Regions from separate parts of the Mus musculus genome. Here all the other regions are linked to region 5. The links are chromatin contacts, called in public HiChIP or PLAC-seq and promoter capture Hi-C maps. All regions are on one chromosome and are shown on one strand. The core of a region is the stretch at or near the end of the contact, and the rest is flanking DNA. Distances in the headings are between cores, read along the strand shown. Region 1 holds the start of Arhgap45 (Rho GTPase activating protein 45). Region 2 overlaps Sbno2 (strawberry notch 2). Region 3 has its middle 14 kb from the start of Ptbp1. Region 4 holds the start of Plppr3 (phospholipid phosphatase related 3). Region 5 holds the start of 4930404N11Rik (RIKEN cDNA 4930404N11 gene).

What was found. Promoter capture Hi-C pulls out the DNA fragments that hold promoters and counts their contacts. HiChIP or PLAC-seq counts read pairs in DNA pulled down with a chosen protein or histone mark. Capture Hi-C pulls out chosen DNA fragments and counts their contacts.
Region 1: a contact with region 5 is called in a promoter capture Hi-C map of liver, with 5 times the contacts expected there. The contact joins the promoter of Arhgap45 here to the promoter of 4930404N11Rik in region 5. A contact is called at or near these places in 3 of 39 promoter capture datasets (hematopoietic stem and progenitor cells, hippocampal neurons and neutrophils), 1 of 484 Hi-C or Micro-C datasets (B cells), 1 of 115 datasets of contacts at active chromatin or transcription factors (stem cell-derived neural progenitor cells) and 1 of 9 other capture datasets (liver).
Region 2: a promoter capture Hi-C map of liver shows a contact between it and region 5, with 3 times the contacts expected there. The contact joins the enhancer-like site here to the promoter of 4930404N11Rik in region 5. A contact is called at or near these places in 3 of 39 promoter capture datasets (liver and pre-B cells), 1 of 115 datasets of contacts at active chromatin or transcription factors (pancreatic cancer cells) and 1 of 9 other capture datasets (liver).
Region 3: a FOXA1 HiChIP or PLAC-seq map of pancreatic cancer cells shows a contact between it and region 5. The contact joins the enhancer-like site here to the promoter of 4930404N11Rik in region 5. A contact is called at or near these places in 1 of 39 promoter capture datasets (liver), 2 of 115 datasets of contacts at active chromatin or transcription factors (bone marrow-derived dendritic cells and pancreatic cancer cells) and 1 of 9 other capture datasets (liver).
Region 4: a promoter capture Hi-C map of hippocampal neurons shows a contact between it and region 5, with 2.8 times the contacts expected there. The contact joins the promoter of Plppr3 here to the promoter of 4930404N11Rik in region 5. A contact is called at or near these places in 2 of 39 promoter capture datasets (hippocampal neurons and neutrophils), 2 of 115 datasets of contacts at active chromatin or transcription factors (bone marrow-derived dendritic cells and embryonic forebrain) and 3 of 9 other capture datasets (adipose tissue, liver and pancreatic islet).

Annotation. Positions count from the first base shown.
Region 1 is chr10:80,014,426-80,018,819 of GRCm38.p6, reverse strand. It overlaps Arhgap45 (Rho GTPase activating protein 45), which reads right to left and starts at 2,148. Exons shown (of 23, transcript NM_001142701.1): 1 at 1,902-2,148; 2 at 716-1,040. The coding sequence starts at 1,994. Abca7 (ATP-binding cassette, sub-family A (ABC1), member 7) reads right to left here. Exons shown (of 47, transcript NM_001347081.2): 45 at 4,260-4,352; 46 at 3,633-3,873; 47 at 3,248-3,514. The coding sequence ends at 3,362.
Region 2 is chr10:80,068,424-80,072,665 of GRCm38.p6, reverse strand. It overlaps Sbno2 (strawberry notch 2), which reads left to right. Exons shown (of 32, transcript NM_183426.2): 5 at 148-309; 6 at 2,615-2,698; 7 at 2,959-3,055; 8 at 3,230-3,384; 9 at 3,674-3,807; 10 at 3,891-3,981; 11 at 4,195-4,242. Among named protein-coding and RNA genes, the nearest start is that of Gpx4, 17 kb to the right of the region's middle. Within about 2 kb of position 1,300, at least 215 of the 459 cell types and tissues checked have an H3K27ac peak or open chromatin away from gene starts, as enhancers often do. A contact at or near this core is called in liver and pancreatic cancer cells, where this site is marked.
Region 3 is chr10:79,838,158-79,842,682 of GRCm38.p6, reverse strand. No RefSeq gene overlaps it. Among named protein-coding and RNA genes, the nearest start is that of Ptbp1, 14 kb to the left of the region's middle. Within about 2 kb of position 1,837, at least 285 of the 459 cell types and tissues checked have an H3K27ac peak or open chromatin away from gene starts, as enhancers often do. A contact at or near this core is called in bone marrow-derived dendritic cells, liver and pancreatic cancer cells, where this site is marked.
Region 4 is chr10:79,872,269-79,876,445 of GRCm38.p6, reverse strand. Plppr3 (phospholipid phosphatase related 3) reads left to right here and starts at 1,812. Exons shown (of 7, transcript NM_181681.2): 1 at 1,812-2,426. The coding sequence starts at 2,352.
Region 5 is chr10:81,362,521-81,367,221 of GRCm38.p6, reverse strand. It overlaps 4930404N11Rik (RIKEN cDNA 4930404N11 gene), which reads left to right and starts at 1,402. Exons shown (of 4, transcript NM_001014836.3): 1 at 1,402-1,518; 2 at 2,242-2,480; 3 at 2,555-2,680; 4 at 2,986-3,198. The coding sequence starts at 1,436. The coding sequence ends at 3,158. It overlaps Mfsd12 (major facilitator superfamily domain containing 12), which reads right to left. Exons shown (of 10, transcript NM_028657.4): 7 at 4,364-4,534; 8 at 4,195-4,289; 9 at 3,539-3,669; 10 at 997-3,452. The coding sequence ends at 3,430. It overlaps Fzr1 (fizzy and cell division cycle 20 related 1), which reads left to right. Exons shown (of 14, transcript NM_019757.1): 14 at 1-343.

The DNA.
Region 1 (4,394 bases), core at 899-3,398, 1.3 Mb after region 5:
CACCTTCCGTGTTCTGCAGTCCCCCAGTGCTGCAGCCAGGGTCCTTCTGCCTCTGCAGCCCTCTGTCCTCACACAGTGCTCCTTACATACAACCTCAGTTTCTATGTATCTGAGCAAATGCCTAAGACATTCCCCCTGTAGGACCAGGCACGCCAGCAAACTCCTACACATCCTTCAGAACTTTAGTTGACACATGCACTTCTTTTCATCCTATTTGAAACCTCCTCATATCCCCCCCCCGCCCTTTTTCTTCTTCTACCTTTTTTTTTTTTTTTTTTTTTTTTTGGCTTTTCGAGACAGGGTTTTTCTGTATAGCCCTGTCTGTCCTGGAACTCACTTTGTAGACCAGGCTGGCCTTGAACTCAGAAATCCACCTGCCTCTGCCTCCCAAGTGCTGGGATTAAAGGCGTGCGCCACTTCTCTCTCTCTCTCTCTTTCTCTTTCTTTCTTTCTTTCTTTCTTTCTTTCTTTCTTTCTTTCTTTCTTTCTTCCTTCCTTCCTTCCTTCCTTCCTTCCTTCCTTCCTTTCTTTCTTTCTTTCTTTCTTTCTTTCTTTCTTTCTTTCTTTCATTCTTTCTGAGTCAGGGTCTCACTGTAATTCTGGCTGACCTGCATAAGACTCAAGTGTAGACTCACAGAGATCCTCCTGCCTGAGTGCTGGGCTGAGAGGCTGCCCACCTCCTGCCCTCCCTCCGTGCTGCTCTGAAGATCCTCACCGTCCTGCAGCACACACTCCTTGAGCTTCTCCAAGCCCTCAGCAAAGCGGGCCACATCCGCCAGCAGGGTTGAGATGTCTTCTACGCCATCAGGGAAAGCTCCCTCAGTGGGTAACTCTGCCGGACTGGCCGCAGAAAGGGGGCTTCGGTACCCACGGCCCAGGGTCCAGGTGGCAGTGCCCGAGAGCGGGAAGCCTGCTGCACTGGCATGGCGGCTCAGGCTGGTGGGTCTTTTGAGTGTCCCTGTGCCCTTGGCTACCGTGGACAGGGATGTGGCTGGTGGCTCCAGGCCGGGAGCTTCTGTCCAATCCTTCCTGGGCAGCTCCTAGGTATGCATAGGGAAGAGGAGTCAAGGGGATCCCCCATCCCAGACACTGCCTCAGTTTCCCCAGAAAGTCCTCACAGGGGTCAGAGGTCAGTGGGCAGAGAATTTTAAGCTCCCCCCCCCCCACCTGTTACCCAACATCCTCCTGTCTATAGCTTTCACAAACAACCGTCCCTACCCAAACCACAGCCAGAGGCGGGGCCTGTGGGGCACAGGAGGGAGGGGGCACCCCACTTCCTGGTGGGGGTGGGGAGGACTCTTGTGAGTCTCTAACCCTGTAGCCACCCCAGATACCTCTACGGGTGTCCACTTTCTAAAAACATGGATAACTTCTGTGACCTGAAAAGATCATCAGGCTCCTGTGTCTCAGGACACCCCCAGACCTAGTAGAGGTACCCCTAAACCTCACAAATTCTCAAAAGCTCAGCAGGCAGCAGCAGGTCCTGGAGAAACTTGGAGACCCCCCCAATCTGCTCTGTACACCTGCACCCCAGTTCAACACCAGTTCCCCATTGGCTTTCAGAACCCTAAAATTGCCCAGACCCCATATTACAGTGTAGTCACTAGACTCCAATACCAGTTCTACCCACTACCCACAACCGTCATTGGCACACGACGGGGACATCCCTCATCAAGATGGGTGACTTGGTTGCCACCCAAGGCCATCCCTACCTACCGTAATGCGGCCTCCTAGGTTCAGGCCACTCCTTGTCGCCGGCCATTCTGCCTGGTGTGGACTATAGCTGGCCCGGTTCCCCCAGCGTGGACCCAGCATGGTGTTGTAGTTGCATGCTATGCCCATCAGTGACCACAGGCTGTGGGTGTCATCCTGGGTCCCCACCCGCTCTGTGCCCCACTCACCCCTGAGGAGGACTGCGGGTTGGGGCTCCCCGCGCGGTTCTTTTTGGAAATAGAGGGAGTTTTCATAAGTTCTCGCTTCTTCCGAGAGAACATGGTGGAGTCAGCCCCAGTGGCCCTAGGTGAGGACAGGCGGGCAACGGCAGGGTGGGAGTCTGGGGGTGGTCTCAGTCCTGCAACTCCTGGTGCAGGCTGTCTCTGGACCACATTGCTCAGGGCCACCCCCTCCCCAGCTGTCAGAGCCACACGTGACTGGCTTGGCTCTCATTGGCGCATAAGTCTCCTACACAGGAAAAGGCTCCCCAGCAGAGGGAGGGAGGTGACACCTCAGATCCGCCCCCAGTGTGACTGTCCCAAGTGTCAGCTCTTATAGGACTCTGCACACTGACTCTGACACAGGTTCCCCACAGCAGGCCACCTTCCACTTGCAGCCTGTGTCCTGTGTGGCCACCCGATCCAGGCATTAGCTGACTCTTGCTTGGGACATAACATACAGTCAAGAAAGGCAGTGTCATGTGTATACTGATATGAAAGACCAGAGAGGAGGCTGAGCAACAGGTTCACACACAGATCAAACAGACACCCCCTGAGTCCCTCACCATGCACAGGTGACCCCCCATTCCCTATAATCACCAGCCTTACAGTCTTCTGGGGACCATAGGACCTGAAGGTGCCATGCCTGGGTGGCTTCCATCCAGCAACCCAGGAGCTCCACTGCCCTGCTGGCCTCCACTTAGCTCCCACTCCCACTCTGCCCTCTATATCCCAGCTCTGAGCTTCAGGTCTCAGGATCCCCAGAGGTACTATTTAATAATTTAGACACCATGTCCCTTAACCATCCCAAACTCCACTGACCTCAGGCACACTGGGTGGCTCTCGGGGACACAGCCCAGAAAGGCCGCAGCCTGCAGTACCTAGGCCCGCTCTCCAAGCTCTGGTCCAGCCACAAACCCAGCCGAGGAGCCCCTTAAGGGTCCCGTGCCTCCCACTCATAGTTGGATGGCTGGGGGTGGGCTTGGGAGGTTGTCTCAGGATGAAGACTGGCTGGCTCTGGGGTGGGCTTCTGGTCCGGTCAGGCCAGGAAAGTACCAGGGTCCTCTATACCGTCTGGAACATTCCACAAGCCTGACCTCATCTCTACTTCACGGTCAGAAACACTCACAAGTCCCGCCCTTGGGTGTCAGACCCACATAGGTACATGCAGGTCAGGATACGTGTGACTGGACACCTGGGAAGTGTCCGTGTTGCAGGCAATTCACAGCAGGACACACGCGCATACTGTACATGTGATAGTGTATGGGACTGTACAGAGCTAAGACTCCTAAAACACAAACTCAGCCGTGGCCTCATTCTCATTCTAGTTTCTTTTTATTTCCCCCAGAGCCCAAGGCTTTCTGGGAGCCAGCGTATGGTACAGAGATCCTCTGTCTGAGCTTTGCCACTCAGTCCCAAGGCAGGCATGCTCAGATCATGGTCTCCACAGAGCTGGGGTCTTCCAGGAATCGGCTGACACGTTTGGGATGCTGCCGGCCAGGTTTGGAAACCTCCTCTTCTTCAGCCTCCTGCCGACTGCTCTCTTCCTCTTCCCCTTGGTCTTTGGAGAAATATAGGAACACCTGGCAGGGCAGAGACATGGAGGGGGCAGAAATGCATGGGGTGGGGGTAGATGTCAGCCCAGGGTCCTGAGGCACCTCAGCTCTTCCCTTCAAACCCTTTGATGGTGCCCGAAGTCACCTCCTCCAGAGTGGTCTGGCTCACAGAGAAGTCCTCCACACCGTGGGCCCTGCCCTGGGCAGCCAGCTCCCTGAACACTCGTGTCAGGGTGCATCTGCCCCCCGGTGGCAGTTGGAAGCGCAGACGGCTGCCGTGCACCTCCCGGAGTTCAGCCCCAGGGAATGTGATCCTGATGAAGGCTATCGCCGGCTCAGGCTGGTCCGGTGGGACCCTTAGAGTCAGTGTGTGGCCAGCCCCGAACCTGGAGGGGACAGGACCAGGGATGCAGGCCATGGCCCCTATTGCTCCTCGAAATCTCGATACTCCCTACTAGACCTGTCCTTGGCCTGTCTTGGACACCTGGACCCAACCCAATTCCTTCTCACCCTACCCTGCTGCGAGCCACGCCCACGAGTCTAAGAGACTACGCCCACTCAGAGGACCTGGCACACCTGTATCGAAGGACAGACACTCCTCACCTCCCCTGGACTCCATCCAAAAAGCTCCTCTGAGCACTTCCACCTTTCCAGGCTTCCCTCATACAGTCGGGCTCTGCCCCTATGGTGCATATGGCCCGCCCCTATCTTCTAGCCCTAACCACACCCACAGCACTCTTCTCTTCCCGCCAGTCCATCCTGCCCTGCTCACCTGCCTTTGAGATGCTGAGAGCTTCCCAGACAGCGGAACCGCCCGTTCACCATGATGGCCAGGCGCGTGCAGAGCGCTTCGCACTCCTCCATGCTGTGGGTGAGAGTGTGAGCACAGCTGGCCCAGCCTGCCTGC
Region 2 (4,242 bases), core at 51-2,550, 1.3 Mb after region 5:
TGCCCTCACTGAGCGCCATGTCCTCATGGTCACTCCATGCTGTGGTGTCCTGTTCCTGGCTGTGTGATACTTGGAACACATGGTTGCTCGCCTGGACCCTGAGTGCACACACAGCTGGCCACTGTGTCACTGCTGCCTGTCTCCTAGGACCCCTCATGCCTCGAGGACCTCTCCAATGCCTCTGTCTTCTCTTCATCTGTGGATTCCCTGTCAGACATCCCAGACACACCTGACTTCCTGCAGGCTGACAGCCTCAACGAGGTGCCTACCATCTGGGATGTCAGCACCACCTCAACTACCCATGACAAGGTCAGCATTCAGGGCACCTCCAAGGGCACTCTGGTGACACAGGTGGACAGGTGGCAGAGCTTGTGATTGACAACAGTGTGTTCAGGCCTGGGTTATAAGGGGTCCTATACCCCAGGCTGGCGGGCCAGTCCCACAGCCCTAAAGGCCTCCACATACCCCATGTCCCCTCATGCCCCATACTGGGTCCCAGCTGTTGTATACCTGCTAGGAACACAGCGATTCCTAGAGAGAGTGGAAAGCAGTTTGAGTTTATTTTTGTTTGGTTTCATTTAGTTTCTGAGCCAGGATCTCACATAGCCCAGTCTGGTGTCAACTTTACTCTTTTAGCCAAGGTTGCCCTTGGGCTACCAATCCACCTATCTCAGTCCCTGAATCCTGGGGTGACAGGTGTGTGCCAGCATGTCTGACTCTAAAGGTAGCTTGGGTCACCAGTTCTCATCCCAGGCTCTCCACCCTCAGTGGACCTGATGGATGGTCTACTGTGACTGACCGCCACTTTGAGGCAAGCAGTGTCTCTCAGGGGACCCTAGCTTCTGGGGTCAACTTCTCTCTGTCCACCCACTCAGCAGGCAGGTGACTGTGGGACACAGAGGCTTCCGGGTGTGCAGGACTCTGACCTAGAGGGATCTTAGCCAGCAGTTATTTTTGCCCCCAGGGGACACTAACAGTGTCTGGGAGGTATGTATGGTTACTCTGTCGGGAGCTCCTGGCATGGACTAGGCCTTGCCAGGGTCTTCTAGATGGAAGCTTCTAGACTTTGAGAGTGTAAGTTAGGGAGGCTCCCAGGAGTCTTCAGGAAGGAAGCCTTGGTGCCATACAGCTCAGAGTTAAGGGCTGACAGTGCAGTTGGTGCAGAGCCAGCAGGACCGGCAGTCCCTGTGTGTCCCCCACCCCCTACTGTGTGGAGCTATGAGATCAAGGCCACAGGGTACTGCCTATCCTGCCCAGGGCCCCAGGCTGCCTGGACCAAGCGCCACAGCCATATCTGAAACCCAACACCCTGTGCTGCTCCAGCCCGGAACATGACTCAGCCTTCCAGGAACCTCCACAGTCTGTTTGGGTTTTTGTTAATTTAAGAAAGAAAAAAAAAAAAAAAAAAAAAAAAACAAGGCAGGAGGGTTGAGTGTGGACTTGTAACCTTCCCAAGCTTCCGCTGGCTTTCAACACCCCTGGCCCTGTGCCCAGCAGAGCAAGGGACATGTGACAGTGACTGTGCCTGAAGTGCCTCAGAGACTCCTGTCCCCCCTCAAGGATGCTGCATCTGAAGCAAGCCCTCCAGGTTAGGGCTGGAGGCTGAGCAGCTGTCCCTGTGCTGCCAATCAGAGGGACTGTGGCTCAGTGGGGAGAGTGCTCCCTGGCATGCACCAAGCCCTGCGCTCCGTCCTCAGCACCAGATGGCCCAGGTGTGGTGTTGTCCCCGTAATCCCAGCACTCAGAAGGTACAGGGAGTTCAGGGTCACCCTCGGCTCGTTAGGGTGTTTGAGAAGACCAGCCTGGGCTACATGACCCTGGTCTGAAAAAGACAAAACAAAACAAACAAACTAAGGGGTATGATGCCTTTACCGAGGACACAGGCTCTGTCCCCAGCTTCTACATGGTGAGCTCAGCCGTCTGTAACTCTAGTTTCGGGGGGTCTGGCACCTTCTTCGGGCCTCGGTAGGCACTACCTTCACACAGTGTGCTTTATATACATGTAAGGAAAGCACCCATATGTACAAAATAAATCTTTAAAATCTATCTGTATGTCTCTAGATTGAGGAGTTGAGAATCAGTGTGCAAAAGAGAGCCATGTACCCTGAGTGGCTTTAGACTCAGCCCGCAGGCCAGGCCACACCACTTGTCCAGACCTGGTCAGCACTGTGGTCCATCCATATCTCCTACAGAGGGACATTTGCAGTTTGGTCACAGTGTTGGGGACATTCTCACTCTGTTGCTCACAATAGAACCTTCACCCCGAGGAGGCCCTCAGCCCCCCCCCCCCCCACACACACACAGGTAGTAGGGCAGTTCCTTAGCACAGATTACTCCCAAGGACATTTGCCCAGCCCTCAGGGCCCAAGTCTGCATCCTGGGACTATCTGGCTGGCTTTTGTCCACTTTTCCCTGGACCAGGGGCTACCATCTTGGGGTCTCCCATGTGCCACAGAGACACAGACTGTTGTCAGCCCTCCCTACCATGGTCTGCCAGGTCCCAGGATGAGTCAGGCAAGGCTTTGGTCCCTGAGGCTGAGCAGTCCCCTGTCTAAGGACACAGACACTGCCATAGAAGGCCATGGCTCACACCCTGCCCTGCTGTCCCCTACAGCTGTTCATACCTAGTGGGCCATTCTCGGCTCCTGAAGACCCGGTGACTTCGCTCTCCAGCACTCCACTTCTCATCAGCTATCAGGTGATCTGAGTGGCTGCAGTGTTTCCTGGGGATCTAGAGATACTCCGAAGGCATCTCCAGTGTGCCATGCCCTGGGCAGCCTGGGTGCTGGGATGCCCTACCCGTTTTACAGTTGGGAAAACTGAGACCCCACCTTAGGGCTGAGGGCAGAGCCACGTCAGTGTGCTGGGGCCACTTTGTGCAGCATCCCTGCTGCCCTTGGGGAAGCTGGATCACTGCAATGTGGACCAGACCCCTGAACTGTCACCCACCCCCTATAGTCACACAGCCAGCCTGAGGAGGAAGAAGGGGAGGAAGAGGAGGAGACTGAGGAACTGGGCCATGCTGAGACCTATGCTGACTATGTACCATCTAAGTGTAAGTGTCTGGGCCAGGGATGGCACGGAGACACCACTAAGAAGACGGGTGGGTTCATCATCCACAGTGTGGGGCGTCAGGAGCAGGTTGTGTGTGCAGTGGATGAATGGCATCCTGCTGGCCACTCTTCCTTTGTCATGTGCCAAGTCTGCCTGCCCTCTGTCCCCTGTCCAGCCAAGATTGGAAAGCAACACCCAGACCGTGTGGTTGAGACCAGCACACTGTCCAGTGTTCCACCCCCGGACATCACCTACACCCTAGCGCTACCCACCTCAGACAACAGCACCCTGTCTGCCCTACAGCTGGAAGCCATCACCTATGCCTGCCAGGTAGCTGGCCTCCCCCCCCCCCCCCGCCCCAGCTCATAAGGAGGGTGCCAGGCCTCCCCGCCCCACCACCACCCCCGCCCCAGCTCATAAGGAGGGTGCCAGGCATCCCCGCCCCAACCCCCACCCCCACCCCCAGCTCATAAGGAGGGTGCCAGGCCTCCCCGCCCCGCCCCCCCCACCCCAGCTCATAAGGAGGGTGCCAGGCCTCCCCGCCCCGCCCCCCCCCCCAGCTCATAAGGAGGGTGCCAGGCACACAGGCCTGACCCACCTCTGTTCATGCTCACCACAGCAACACGAGGTCCTGCTGCCCAGTGGGCAGCGTGCTGGTTTTCTGATTGGGGATGGGGCCGGCGTGGGCAAGGGCCGCACAGTGGCTGGCATCATAGTGGAGAACTACCTGCGGGGCCGGAAGAAGGCATTGTGGTGAGTACCTGCCAGGCCTAGTGGAGCGGGTAGGTGGCATAGGGTGGGACAGGGAGGCGTTCCTGACCAGGCGACTCCCGTAGGTTCAGTGCCTCCAATGACCTCAAGTATGATGCGGAACGGGACCTGAGAGACATTGAGGCCCCAGGCATTGCAGTGCATGCATTGAGCAAGGTAGGCCAGGCACAGACTGCCAGCTGAATCCAAACCCCTTTAGTAAGAAAAGAACTGAGGCAGGGAACTGTCCCAGCTGAACTAGGTTTCCCTTATCAGGGGGAAAATGGAGGCTTGTGGGTGGCCTGGCTATGCCAAGGAATCTTTCCCAAGAGGTAGTCTAAGCCAGGGAAACCCCTGAACACATCCCCATGTCTGAACCTGTGTCCACAGATCAAGTACGGTGACAACACTACCTCAGAGGGTGTCCTCTTTGCCACC
Region 3 (4,525 bases), core at 588-3,087, 1.5 Mb after region 5:
AACAAACCCCAGGCACCGACATGGCCTTCCCAGGGGTCAGTCTTGGTAGTCCAAGTGACTCCCAAACAGCATAACCTATTGCTGTCGCTTCCTTGGTTTTGAACAGATGCTGAGGCTGATGAGGTGACTCATGGGCAGTGAGCACTGACTGCTCCTCTGACAGACCCAGGGTGATGTTCTGCACTAATGTAGTGGCTCACAGCAGTCTGTAAGTCTCAAGGGATCCTGGACTCTGTGGTTACCAGTATGCAGGAGGTGCACAGGCATGCATGCAGGGAAGACACTCACACACATAAAATAGAAATATTAAAGAGAGATCCTTGCCGAGACTCATTCTGCCTGCTTCCCCAACTTCCCTGTGGTTCCAACAGGGTTAAAGTTCCCAGACTTTATCCTGGAGAATTCTAGAATCAGACAGGCCCACAGGGCTTCCCTCACTGCTCTATACTCTGAGCAGGCTGCTTTCTAAATCCAGATAAAATAATTCCCTGCTAGAAAAACAAGCATGGGGTAGCTTTCCTGTTACCTGCAAACCTGGGCCTCTAAGATGGTATTTTTTGTGGATTTCAGATAGTGTGTGGAATTCAGAGATGCATCAGGAAAGGGCTGAGTAACACTTCATTTTATTGTTCAGCACTGGGAATTTGATATTAGGGCCTCACCACCAAGGCGTGCTCTCAACCTTGGAATATGAATATATATATATATATATATATATATATATATATATATATATATATATATATATATATATATATATTTTTTTTTAATCTGAGAAAGAGGGTTTGAGACAGGGTCTCACATAGCCCAGGATAGTCTTTTGCATTTGATCCGCCTGCCTCCACCTCCTGAATGCTGGCATGACAGGTGGGCACCAACAATGTTTGGAGACAATCAAGGTCTCATGTAGCCCAGTTGTCATTAAAATTGCCGCAATCCTCCTGCTTCAGCTTACCAAGTACTAAGAAAGAAACACACACACACACACACACACACACACACACACACACACACACACACACACAACCACCTCAGAAAGAAACACACACACACACACACACACACACACACACACACACACACAAAACCACCTCACTGTTTTTCAAACTACCTGAGAAATTTTGGGCTCTTGCTCTAGGTTAGAGCTTTCCTTGAAGTAAAAACACTGACCGGTGCTCCAAGTCCAGAGCCCTAACTGTCTCTGAGGAGCAGCTGCCCAGCCTTAAGAAACAAAGGTTTCCGGGACCAGGGATCCGGAATCTGTCGTTACCCCGCCTCCCGTGTTTTTTTTTTTTTTTTTTTTTTCTCCCCTCCCCCAATTTGCAGCCAGCGGAGCAAAAAGGCCATAAAACAACAGAATAACCCTGGAAGGCCGGTCGGGGTGGGCTTAACAGTGCTTTCCAGCTCTTTGCAGAGATGGGGTGGGAGTTTGCTGGGGTCGTGGTGACCTCTGTTCTTGCAGTCCGAGGCCCCAGTTCTCCGGTTCTCCCGCAGGGAAGAGCCCCGCCCGCATTCCTCTCATTCTCCTCCCTGCAAACATTGTTTATTTGTTTGTTTTAAATTAGACTCAGCCAGGAATTCCTTTCTCTGTCTGGACTTGGAAGGAGCCTGGGGGATGGGGTGTGAGGAGTTAGACTACCACTACAGCCCAGGCGTGGGCACAGACATTCCGCGGCAAAGTCCCTCCCACTTCCTCAGACTTCCACAGCGGGTGATTTTCTTCCACTCTTCCATATATTATCATAAACCCCGAGCTGCGTACTTGGCTAGAGTCGAGCTAAGGACTGAGTCTGCTCCCAGCCTCTCACTGCGGGGTTCTAGGCAGGGCTCCACCCCTGAGCACACACAGGGCTCTAACTGGAGGATTCTAGGCAGGGAGGGTCCTTAGGATCCTTGTGGTCACACCTCCAGCCCTTCGCTGTGTGGGTTCTAGGCAGGGGCTATACCACCAGAGAGCATCAAGGTAGGAAGAAGGGGTTCCTGCCACCTACAGGCTGGGCTGGAACCCAGTATCCAAACACTAGCATATCCCTCAACATCCCTGTCCCCCTTTACACTCCTCCTGTCTACGTCCCACACAGCCATGAGTCTGCTTGCTGTACCATGGAAGAAATTCCAGCAAGTTCAAGCAATTCAGGTGCACGTTACTGCCTCTGAGGGCTGGAAAAACCTGCTAGGGATGTCTTTGGCCCAATTTTCTGAGTTTGGAGGTTTAGATGTGATCTCCCATCTGTCTCTGGTGATGCCCTAGTGGCTCCTTAGACATTGCCAAGCTTGAAGGACTACAGGGCAAGGAAGGGCTATGCAGGGTGCCTGCTGCCTGCATTGATTTTTGCCTTTTTGAACATGGTCTCATGTAGCCAAGGCTAGCTCAAACTGGACATGTAGCTGAAGATGACCTGGTCCTTCTGCCTCTATTTCCTGATTGCTGAGATGATGGTCACGTGCCACCAAGTTCTGTTTGTGTGGTGCAGGAGATGGAACCCAGTGGGTCACTCCTGGTAGCCAAGCCATAGCCAGGCGGGAGCATCAGGAATTTGAGGCCCTACTGGGCGACACAGTGGAAGCTTGACTCAAAAGATAGAGAGATGTGCCGGGTGGTGGTGGCCCACGCCTTTAGTCCTAGCATTTGGGAGGCAGAGGCAGGCAGATTTCTGAGTTCGAGGCCAGCCTGGTCTACAGAGTGAGTTCCAGGACAGCCAGGGCTATACAGAAAAACCCTGTCTCGAAAAACAAAAACAAAAACAAAAAAAGCCAAAAACAAAAGATAGAGAGACTAAAAGGGAACCTAACTTCATTCCATGGTTTATTTCTTTTTTTCTTTTTTCTTTTTTCAATCCTATTTATGGGCTGGAGAGATGGCTCAGCAGTTAAGAGCACTGACTGCTCTTCCATAGGTCCTGAGTTCAAATCCTAGCAACCACATGGTGGCTCACAACCATCTGTAATGAGATCTGATGCCCTCTTCTGGTGTGTCTGAAGACAGCTACAGTGTATTTACATATAATAAACAAATAAATCTTTTTTTTTCTTTCGAGACAGAGTTTCTCTGTATAGCCCTGGCTGTCCTGGAACTCATTCTGTAGACCAGGATGGCCTCAAACTCAGAAATCCACCTGCCTCTGCCTCCCAAATGCTGGGATTAAAGGCGTGTGCCACCACGCCCAGCTAATAAATCTTTTTTTTAAATCCTATTTATTTACTTATTTAAAATTTTATTTCTCCTCCTCCTCCTCCTCCTCCTCCTCTTCCTCTTCCTCCTCTTATTCTTCTTTTTAGATTTATTTATTTATTATATGTAAGTACAGCTGTCCTCAGATACTCCAGAAGAGGGCATCAGATTTTGTTACGGATGGTTGTGAGCCACCATATGGTTGCTGGGATTTGAACTCAGGACCTTCAGATGAGCAGTTGGCGCTCTTAACCACTGAGCCATCTCGCCAGCCCCTTATTTCTTCTTTTTTATTTGTTTGGGTGTTTTGCCTGCACATATGTTTGTGTACCGTGCTCATGCTTGGTGTGTGTAGAGGTCAGAAGGTGTTGGATTCCCTAGAACTGGAGTTAAATACAGTGGTAAGCTACTACATGGGTGCTAGACATCAAATGGAGTCCTCTGGAGAAGCAGCCAGAGTCCTTAACCCATGGGACGTTTCTCTATTCCGTTTGTTTGTTTATTTATTTACTTATTTTCTAGACAAGGTTTCTCTGTGTAGCCCTGGCTGTCTTGGAACTTGCTCTGTAGAGTAGCTTACCCTCAAACTCACAGAAATCCACCCCTCTGCTGGGGTTAAAGTCACATGCCACCACTGCCCAACCTATCTATTTTTTTCTTTCTTCCTTCCTTTCTTTCTTTCTTTCTTTCTTCCTTTCTCTCTATCTATCTATCTATCTATCTATCTATCTATCTATCTATCTATCTATCTATCTATTTATCTATCTATCTATCTATCTATCTATCTATCTTCTCTCTGTGTAGCTCTGGCTGGCCTGGCCCTTGGTTTGTAAGCCAGGCTGACCTTAAACTCACAGAGATCTGCTTGCCTCTGCCTCCTGAATGAGCTAGGAATGATTTTCTTTCTTGAGACTGGAAGTAATGTACCCCAGACTGGTCTTGAACTCAGGACAATTCTCCTACCTCAGTCTCCTGAATACTGGGATGAGGGTTATTCACCACACCCACCACAAAGTACACAACACTGAAACCGGTTCTGGCTTGTGGACTGCCCACTGCATTTACTACAAACTGCTTAGAAATGACCTCAGATCACCCAGGGTCCCTGGCCCAAAGCTGTCACACTGCAAGAGTAGGGATAGCAGCCTTATTCCATGCAAGCCACTGGCCTGTTGAGGCTGCCGACCAGAATGGACAGCACAGAGAGGGCCACTTCCTGGCAGGAAAGGGGACTTGGGGACTTGCAATTATGGGTTTCATGCCAGACAAGCAGACTTCCTCAGAAAGGTCCAAATATGGCTCAAGGGCTGAACCTTCCAGAATCATCCTGACTGTGTGGTCACTAAACCAAGG
Region 4 (4,177 bases), core at 563-3,062, 1.5 Mb after region 5:
CAGTGAGCCCCATGTGGGTAATGGCAGTTGAACCTGAGTCCTCTGTAAGAGTGGCCACAGCTCTATCCACTAAACCATCTCTCTAGTCACCCAGGACATTCTTTATTCCTTATTTATATATTTATTTATTTTTGAGACAGAGTCTTACTATGTAGCATTGCTGGTCTTTGGCTGTCCTAGAACTCACTATGTAGCCCAGGCTTGCCTGGAACTTACAGTAATCCTGCCTCATCTCCCAGAGTGCTGGAAAGACAGGCTGGGACCACCACACTCTTTTTGTTTTTGTTTTGTTTTGTTGGGTTTTGTTTTGTTTTGTTGGTTTTTCGAGACAGGGTTTCTCTGTGTAGCCCTGGCTGTCCTGGTTCTCACTCTGTAGACCAGGCTGGCCTCGAACTCAGAAATCCGCCTGCCTCTGCCTCCTGAGTGCTGGGATTAAAGGCGTGCGCCACCACCTTCGGCCCACTGTTTTTGTTTTTATTTCTTTTTTTGTTTTGAGTCACAATCTCAGTCTATAGAGCAGGTTATATCAAAACTCACAGCAATTCTCCTGCCTTACGTGACTGAAAACTGCACACACACCACCAGCTCCTCTTTGCTGCTCCTTTTGTGCTGGGTGTCTCTGTATGGCCATCAGGCCTGGGGAGCTTGCTGTTCCCATGAGGAAACTCAGAAAACATGAGGCTGAGGTAGAGTCTGGGAACACAGCAGTCAGTTTGGGGAAAGCATTGAGACAGTGAGAATAAACCCATAATATTTATACGTGAGCCCTGCGGTGCCTGCGTGCTCGTGTTTATATTTGAGCCCTGCAGTCCTGCGTGCTCATGTTTATACGTGAGCCCTACAGCCTCTGTGTGCTCATGGGTCCTTTCAAAGGCCCTTTTTGGTTTTTTTGAAAGAGGGTGTCACTATGCAGGCTGACCCCATGGAATCCCCCCGCCAGTCTCACAGAAAGAGAGAGGAACACAAGCAGGCTTCTTGGTCCCTGAGACCAACCCTAGCTTGACCTGACCTTTGGGGACAGGGTCTCTCCTTGGCTTGCTGCTTGCTGCTTAGGTGAGATGGTGGCTGGAGAGTCCTGGTGATCCTGCCTTCCTCCTGTACCCAGGGCAGAGGGATTCGAACTCAGGTCCTCACGCCTGCAGCACAAGTGCTTTACAGATTGAGACATCGCTCTGGCCTCCACACCACTCCCTTTTTAATGATTTTAAGACAGAGTCTCACTGTGTAGGCCAGGCTGGGCTGGGACTTACAACAATCCTCCAGACTCAGCCTCTTGAATACTGGGACGTCAGCCGTGTACCACTACACTCAGCTTTCAACAGAGAGTTGCAGGGTCTGTCAGCCTAAGTCCCACTTCCCAGTGGGTCACAAGAGTTTGTTAAGGGCCTGGTATACAGTAGGTGCTCAGCAGATAGTGACTATTCCGATCTAACATCTTAGGGCCTCAGTTTGTCCCATCCAGGATGGGGTGGGGTCAACCAGTGGGTACATTTACAGGACTGCCTCTGTGGAGAGGAAACCCTTGAAAACAGCAAGCACTGCATAAGTGCACATTACAGTCCTTTATCCTCAAGGCATCAACTGCCCAGGGTCAGGAGGGTGAGGTGGCCCTGGTGGTTGGACAGAGGAGAGGTGGGACGGGGACGAGGGGGAGAGAAGGTAGAGGACAGCCCCTCCACCCCTGTGTCTTTGTCTCCTTTTGCTCAGGCGCCCAGGGACCTCACCATGGAAACGGACTCCAGCGAGCCGCGGGCACGGAAGGCGTGGGGGCCGAGGAATCGGCGACCGTGAGACGCAGGGAGGCAACTGGAGGCGCGGGGCGCGGGATCTCGCCTTCCCCACACTGCGCCGCGCGCTCCTAGGTCCCGGAGATCAACCGTGCTCGCGCAAGGCGCACAGAAGGCACGCGCAAGGGGCAGGGACGAGACCCAGATTGCGGTCCCCGCGCAGGGCCAGAGACCCTGAGACCCGCAGAGTGGGAGGCGGAGGCGCCCAAGCCGGGGGCGGGGTTGGGGCGGGGCCGAGCGGGCTGCAGAGCGCGCAGACAAAGAGCTCACGCGCCGCACACCGCGCCCGGGCCTCGCGTCCCTCCCACGCGGGGACCCTGGCTTTGTGTCCGCGCTTTGCAAGGGACTCCGCCCTCCTTGCTCCCTCCAGGTGAACGAGCCGCGTGCGCGCGCGGGGGCTCCGGCCTCTCCCTTCCCCAAGTTCCCCCTCTGCTCCAGCCTCAGTTTCCCCGAGCCCTCTTGGCTAACCCTTATCTCCCCACCTGGAGACTCCATCTGCGCAGCTCCTAGTCTCCAGCCTGCCTTTGTCCCCCTGCAATCTCGGCCTACAGCGCCAACGTCACCATGCTTGCTATGAAGGAGAAGAATAAAACGCCGAAGGACAGCATGACACTCCTGCCTTGCTTTTATTTCGTGGAGGTGAGTGGGGGTCGCGGTGAGAGATCTTCGTGGCAGGGAGCTTCTGAGACCGTCCACTTCATGCTGCAGGAACAGGAACCCGCACCGCGGAACCAGGCCACCTGGAGTTGAGATGGGGATGAGGCTGGTTCCAAAGGCACAGGGTTTTACAGGTCGAGTAGGAGTTGCAAAGCCTCAGAAAGGTCCTTTAGAATGTGGGAACAGATGGGGGAATGCTAGGATGCTGGGCGTTCCTTTAAGGACAGGGTTGAGAAGCTCAATTGGGGGCGGGGGGGTGTGTGCTGGAAATTGGGGCATTGGAGGTGAACAAGCCCCAACTAGTGAGGGTGGGTGGGTGCTGGGTACTTGGCTCTGCAGTACCCGAGGTGCGTCTAAATTCAAGCACTCTTCTAATGGCATGACTGTGTGCCCCACGCCCAATCTCCACCAGAGCTCGTCAACCCCTCGGTGAATCCAGACAGCTGTGGTGGAGAGCTGAAAGCATCTAAAAATAGAAAACAATAAATGCATTCACTTGGTGCATACTAAGTGTGGAGGGTTGCGGTTTCCTTTGAATGGCAGAAGCTGTGAGCCAGGCAGAGTCTCAGAAGCCCCTGATCAGGCTGGAGCCCAGCCTTCTGTCCTCAGCAGGTGACCTGTGTGAGCCACAGAGCATTAGGGGGAATGCTTATGTCCCAACATGACATTTAAGGGTGACTATAGCCCACTCCAAGGCTCTGCCCAGCCCCTCAGACCCACTCTCACCAGAATCCTTTGAAATCTTTCCAGAATTTGCTTTACAGCTATTTTTTTCCTCACTCAATTTAAAATGATTTTCATGTATGTCTTTAGTGCTGGCTACAGAATCCAGGACCTGGAGCTTAGACCTGAGGTCTACACCTGACCACGCCCCCACCCCACTCACTGGGGAATCCTAGGCGGGCCTCCACCCTGACCACACCTCCATCCTTTACTGGTGGATTCTGTGCCCCCAGTTCCTCACTGGGGGATTCTAGGCAGGGGTTTCTACCCTGACCACGCCCCCAGCTCCTCCCTGGGGGATTCTAGGCAGGGGCTCTACTGCTGAGCCAGGTCCTCAACCCCAATCTGAGATTTCACTCTGCAGCCTGGGCTGGATTGGAGTTTGAGATGTATCCAGGTCAGGATCTCAGCAGCTTTCCCGTCTCCGCCTCCCAGGTGTTGGACATGCACACACCACCATGCAGAGCTGAGATCTGAAATCCCTTTTGAATTTGTGTGTAGGTGCTTAGGAGCGCGTCCCCCCCCCCCCCACTGATGCGTATGTTGAGCCAGAATGTAGGAGGAATGATGGGTGTTTTCCTCAATTGCTTTCTTATGGGGCTAAAAGCTTGCTAGTGTCTGTGTGTCCTCACCCTGCACACCCAACTATGGCCACCTTGCTTTGTGGTGCGGGGGTCTTGAGGCACGTGCAAACCAACCGTTCACACCCCCCAAGGAAGTTTTCCTCTAATATATTTTTTAAGGTTTTAAAATACTTATTTAGTGTGTGCGCATGCGTGAGCGTGTAGGTGCGTGTTCTCGTGTGTGTGTGTGTGTGTGTGTGTGTGTGTGTGTGTGTGTGTGTGCTTGTGTGTTTGTGCATGCACGCATACTTGCCATGGGTTTCTCTGTATAGCCCTGGCTGTCCTGGAACTCACTTTGTAGACCAGGCTGGCCTCGAACTCAGAAATCCGCCTGCCTCTGCCTCTCAAGTGCTGGGATTAAAAGCGTGCGCCACCACGCCCGGCTTA
Region 5 (4,701 bases), core at 153-2,652:
GACCTGAGCCGTTGTGCCCCTCTCTGCTGCCACTCCAAACCAGAAGACCCTGGGAGGCACTGGCAGGGACCTGGGCCTCTCACCCTGTGACACTCTTAACTGCGTTGACTCTGATTGCATTGCCACCCTTTGTCTGTGTGTGCGCCTTCTGTAACCCCTCCCCGTGGGTGTCAGCTCACCCTGTCCCTAGCCAGCTGCCTTGTCTGCCTCTTCCTGGCTGCCTCTAAGCTTCCTGGGCCTCCCTGTCTTCATACCCCATCTCCACTGCCCCTTGCCTGGGGATTCCCAGTGTGGTGGCTGTGGCCTATGGTGTGTGCACGTGTGTATATATGTATTTGTGACACCTTGGGGTCGGTCTCCTGTGTTTTGTTGCCTTGCCCCAAAACTGCTGATGGCTGGAGAAGCCCCTGGGACACAGTCACTATGGGGTTGGCTGCCTGCAGGCCTGTGGGAGTCATAGCCTTGTGAGCTAAGTGGGTTCTGCACTTAACAGGAGTTTAAGGTTCAGGGCCACCTGCTGCTGTTGACATCTGTACCCAAAAGCAAAATGCCTTTAGATGTGCACTAGTGTCACAGGCCCTTGTGACCTCCTGTTGGTGGAAATCCTGCTGGGCGTGTTCCATATGCAGGGGTAGGTGCAGCCTGCCTTCTGATTCCTGGCTGACCTTCTTGGTGTGTGTGGTTCAGAAGGCACCTGCCCTGGACAGAGCAGCCAGCTGTGACTGTGAAGGCCATGAATGGGAAGGGCTGGTATACAGGTCAGGGTGCAGGTGAGTCAGAGAGTAAGGACCAAAGCCTACAGAGCCAGAACTGCAAGCAGGGAGGGCCTGTGGCTTGGGCTCCCACCCCACAGCAGTGTCCTGGGTAAGTTGGCCAGGACCCTGACTGGAGCAAGCTTAGCATGTTGGTGACCAGAGAGGGGGAGGTGATGTCTGGTGAGAAAACAGGAACCCAAGTGGAGCGCCGCCTATACAGACTGTAAAGGGTTGACTGAGCTATGAGATTGGTTGTTGCTGTTTATTGTCATGAGATACACAGGATGCACTAGCAGAATGAGCAGGCCCTGGGCTCTGCATGTTCAGCGATGCCACCAGTGATCCCAGAGCATTCTCCCCAACCCAAGACTTAGGTATCCACTTCCTTCTGTGGATCTCTAGATCATGGCCCATACTTTGTGGCCTTTGTCACTGTGCCCTTACTTGGATGTGTCTTGAGGACAGAGATGGGGTGGAGACCCACGCTCTAGAGGGCATGACCTCCCGCTGTGGGGCAGGGAGGGGGGAGGGAACACTTTGGGTCCCAGCCCCGCACCAGGAAGTAAGCTGAGGTCTTAGACTGTGGCTGCCCGCTTCCCTGTTGCTGGGATACCTTTGTCCCTGTCAACAATGGCCCCAGGGCCTTGGTGACTAGAGCCTCTGGGCAGGCAGGGCCAGACATGGAAAACGTGAGGCGGGAGGCTACTCGGCCCTCTGTTCCCTCAGGCACCCTTGAACTCTACTTCCCCGACCATCTCTACCGGTGGGTTCCTGCCCTTGGTCCCTTTCTTCACCCAGACCCCAGATCCCCTACCCCTACCAGCAGCTCAGGTGGCTGGGATGGAGGTATGCAAGGGTTGTAAGTTAGGCATTTGCACACACCCACTCCCAAGCAGACAGGTGCTGCCACTCATACTCCCAAGCAGAGGGGTCTATTGATTCTCCTGTCTACAGGTGCTGCAGTGGCAGCCATGTGCCTGAATGCCCTCCCTTTTTAGATTCTTGTGTGTATCCCGAGCTGTTCATAAGCCCACAGAGATCCTCCTGCCTTGGCACACTTAGTGTCGCCACCCACACCTAGCAGAAAAGTCCCATTTCATAGGTCTGCTCACACTTGGGCCTTCCATGGTGCTGATGACAGGCCACCTCACGTGGGTCCCTTGCAAGCCCCACTCCTGCAGCCTGCATGGCCTCCCATGCATGCACCATCTGTGGGGAGTTACAGGCTAGGCACACCCTTGGTCCCTCCTTCCCCCAACAGCCATAAGTGGCTCAAGGCTGAGGCAGGATTGCTGCCAGGTCAACACTGACAACTGCCTCAAACAGGGCCATTCTCGGCTACAAGATATAGACTGCAGGTGGGAAAGTGCACAGAGGAGATGGGTAGAAGGGGATGACTCTCACCCAGCACCTTGGCAAAGAGTTGGGACAGGAAAGCTGGCTGGGACCAGCAGGACGCCCTGGCTCAGTCCCCACCCTCCCTCAGCAATGACTACGTGTCCCTGGAGGGGCCCCGTTGGGCGCCGGCCATCAAACAAGCCGTGCGCTGGAAATTCACGCCCATGGGACGGGATGCGGCCGGCCAGGTGTGGTTCACCGGCCTGACCAACTCAGAACCTGGTGATGCCTGGTACAAGCTGCCCCGTGCTCTTGACACTCCGTACCGCGAGGCCCACACGCGTTGGCACGGCTGCTTTCAGAGTCGCCAGCGTGGCCTGCCGCCCGGTGAGTATCCCACCTCCGGTCGTGCACACCCGTGGGTCTCAAACTGACACCCTCCCTTCCGTGCCTCCCCGCAGCCTACACACAGCACTTGCGGGAGATGGCCTTCTGGGACCCCGCGATAACCGCGCAGTATCTCAACTCAGGCCCGCGCTGGGGGTGCATGCAGTGGAGGGACAGGCAAATCCGTGGCAAGGAGTTCGGTGAGCTGAGGGGATGCGGACAGGAGGGGGCCGGGGGTAGTACTGCACGTGGGTCACTCCACTCTCGGAGGCAGAGATAGGGGGATTTTTGGTCCCGGAGGCAGCCTGGGCTAGCTAGTGTCAAAAGAAAACAATATTAAAAAAAAAAAAAAACGAAAAAATAAGGAGGGCTAGGCCAGCAATGGGCAGAGGTGCGGGAGCGCAGGATGGGCGTGGCCTGGTGGGCTCGGTCAGCATAAGGATTTGGGAGCCCCCCCCCCACCCCCGGCCCCGCAGCTGCAGAGCTCGTCCGGTCCTGTCCGCAGTGGTCACCAGGAACCAGTTCGGGGCAAAGCTGCCCTGGCGGTCCGACTATGTGCCGCTCCTGTCGCTGCCACAGCGGCCGCGCTTCACCGCGCAGGACTTCAGACAGCGGGGCCTGCAGCGGCCCTGCCCGGCCATCGGCCAGCCTCCTCCGGCTTTCACACCCGCGCTCTGATAAAGCCGTGCTACCGACCCGTGTGTCCGTGTCCCCGTAAGCCAGGTGATCTCTCCCACGTGCAGCCCGGGCATGTGTCCCCTACAGCCTCCCGGTAGGCTGGTGCATCCCTGTCAAAAGTGGGGCGAGGCACAACGGGCCCCTAGGGCTCACTCAGCAAGCTTGGCCGGGTACACCCACCCGCAGGCCGTGCCCTCTGATCCTGAGCAGGTTGGGGAGGGGGCAGGGTGTCTGCCTGGTCCTTCATAACGTCGCCCTGGGGAGCCAGAGGTCAAGGCCGGTCTCGCGGGTCCCCTGTAATAAGGAGTGGAGTGGCGTTGGGAAGGGCGGGTCCCAGGTTGCACCCCGCCCCCACCCAAGTCCTAGTAATGGAGACCCACGGTTGCGAATGCGGATGGGCCAGATGAGGAGGCTGCAGAGAGCCAGAGCCGCGGCCACACCCACGCCGCCTGTCACTGCTGTCATCACCCAGTGGTAGAAGCTGATGCAGGCCCCACAGCACAGCTCAGAGCTAGGGAACAGAGGGTGAATGAAGGACAGGAGAGAAAGGTCCAGCTGCTGGTCCCTGGGGAGTGCCGCAGTGTCTCCTGAAACTGCCTCTGTGGTTTCCATTTCAAGTTCCAGGGGACCCTAGACACATACCCCCAAATATGCACATTTGCATGCGCTTGCTCACAGTCCCCTGCAGCCCACAGCCCTGCCCTTGGTCTCTTGGCTCCTGCACGGTCTCCTCAGTCCTGCCCAAGGACCTTTGCTTGGGCCCTGCAGCGACACAGAGGTTCTGGCACACGGGCTAGGTTCTCAGGGAGCCTCCCAGCCTTCTGTCAAACTCCTAGACCCCACGCTCAACCCCACCTCTGCTTAGCAGTTACCGACAGGACTGCCATTGTCCTGGGCCAGCACAGGTGGCTGGGTGGCTCAGGAACAAATACTGTGAGGTTCCGAGTGGCTCTGTGTGCCCTCAGTGTTTGCTGAATAAACGAACTGCCCAAAGTAAGGAATGCATGCTCTCCAAGTCTGAGGGACAAAAACTCACGGACAGGGATGCAGGCTCTGCACAGCCATGACTGCCAGTCCGTTGGCCACCTTATCCGAAAAGCTCATAGCACCATACACGAAGGCTCCACTGTGCTGGGGGGACACACGGGGTTAGTGCCCAGACCGGAGGTCCTGACCACGCCCCAGGCTCTTCCCACCAGCCCTACCGTGTGTGGGCCAATGAGGTCAGCTGTCATGGCTAGGGAGGTGACAAGGATGGTGGCACAGCCTGCACCTAGCAGCACTGCAGCCCCGTACACGGCCACACCCAGATTATCTGCCAGGGCCACCCAAGCTGCGAAGGCCAGGATCACCAGCAGCCCGGTGAAGTAGGTCATCTAGGAAGGAAGGAGGCAAAGCCTGAGTCAGGCCCACGCTGCTGGGCACCCTGCACCAGAGACGCACCCTCTCTGGTCCTCAGCCCAGTAAAAGGCTCCATGAAAACTTGTCCTATTCCACACCCAAGACAGGCATTACTACTGGTCTCTGCTCAGAGCAGACATTA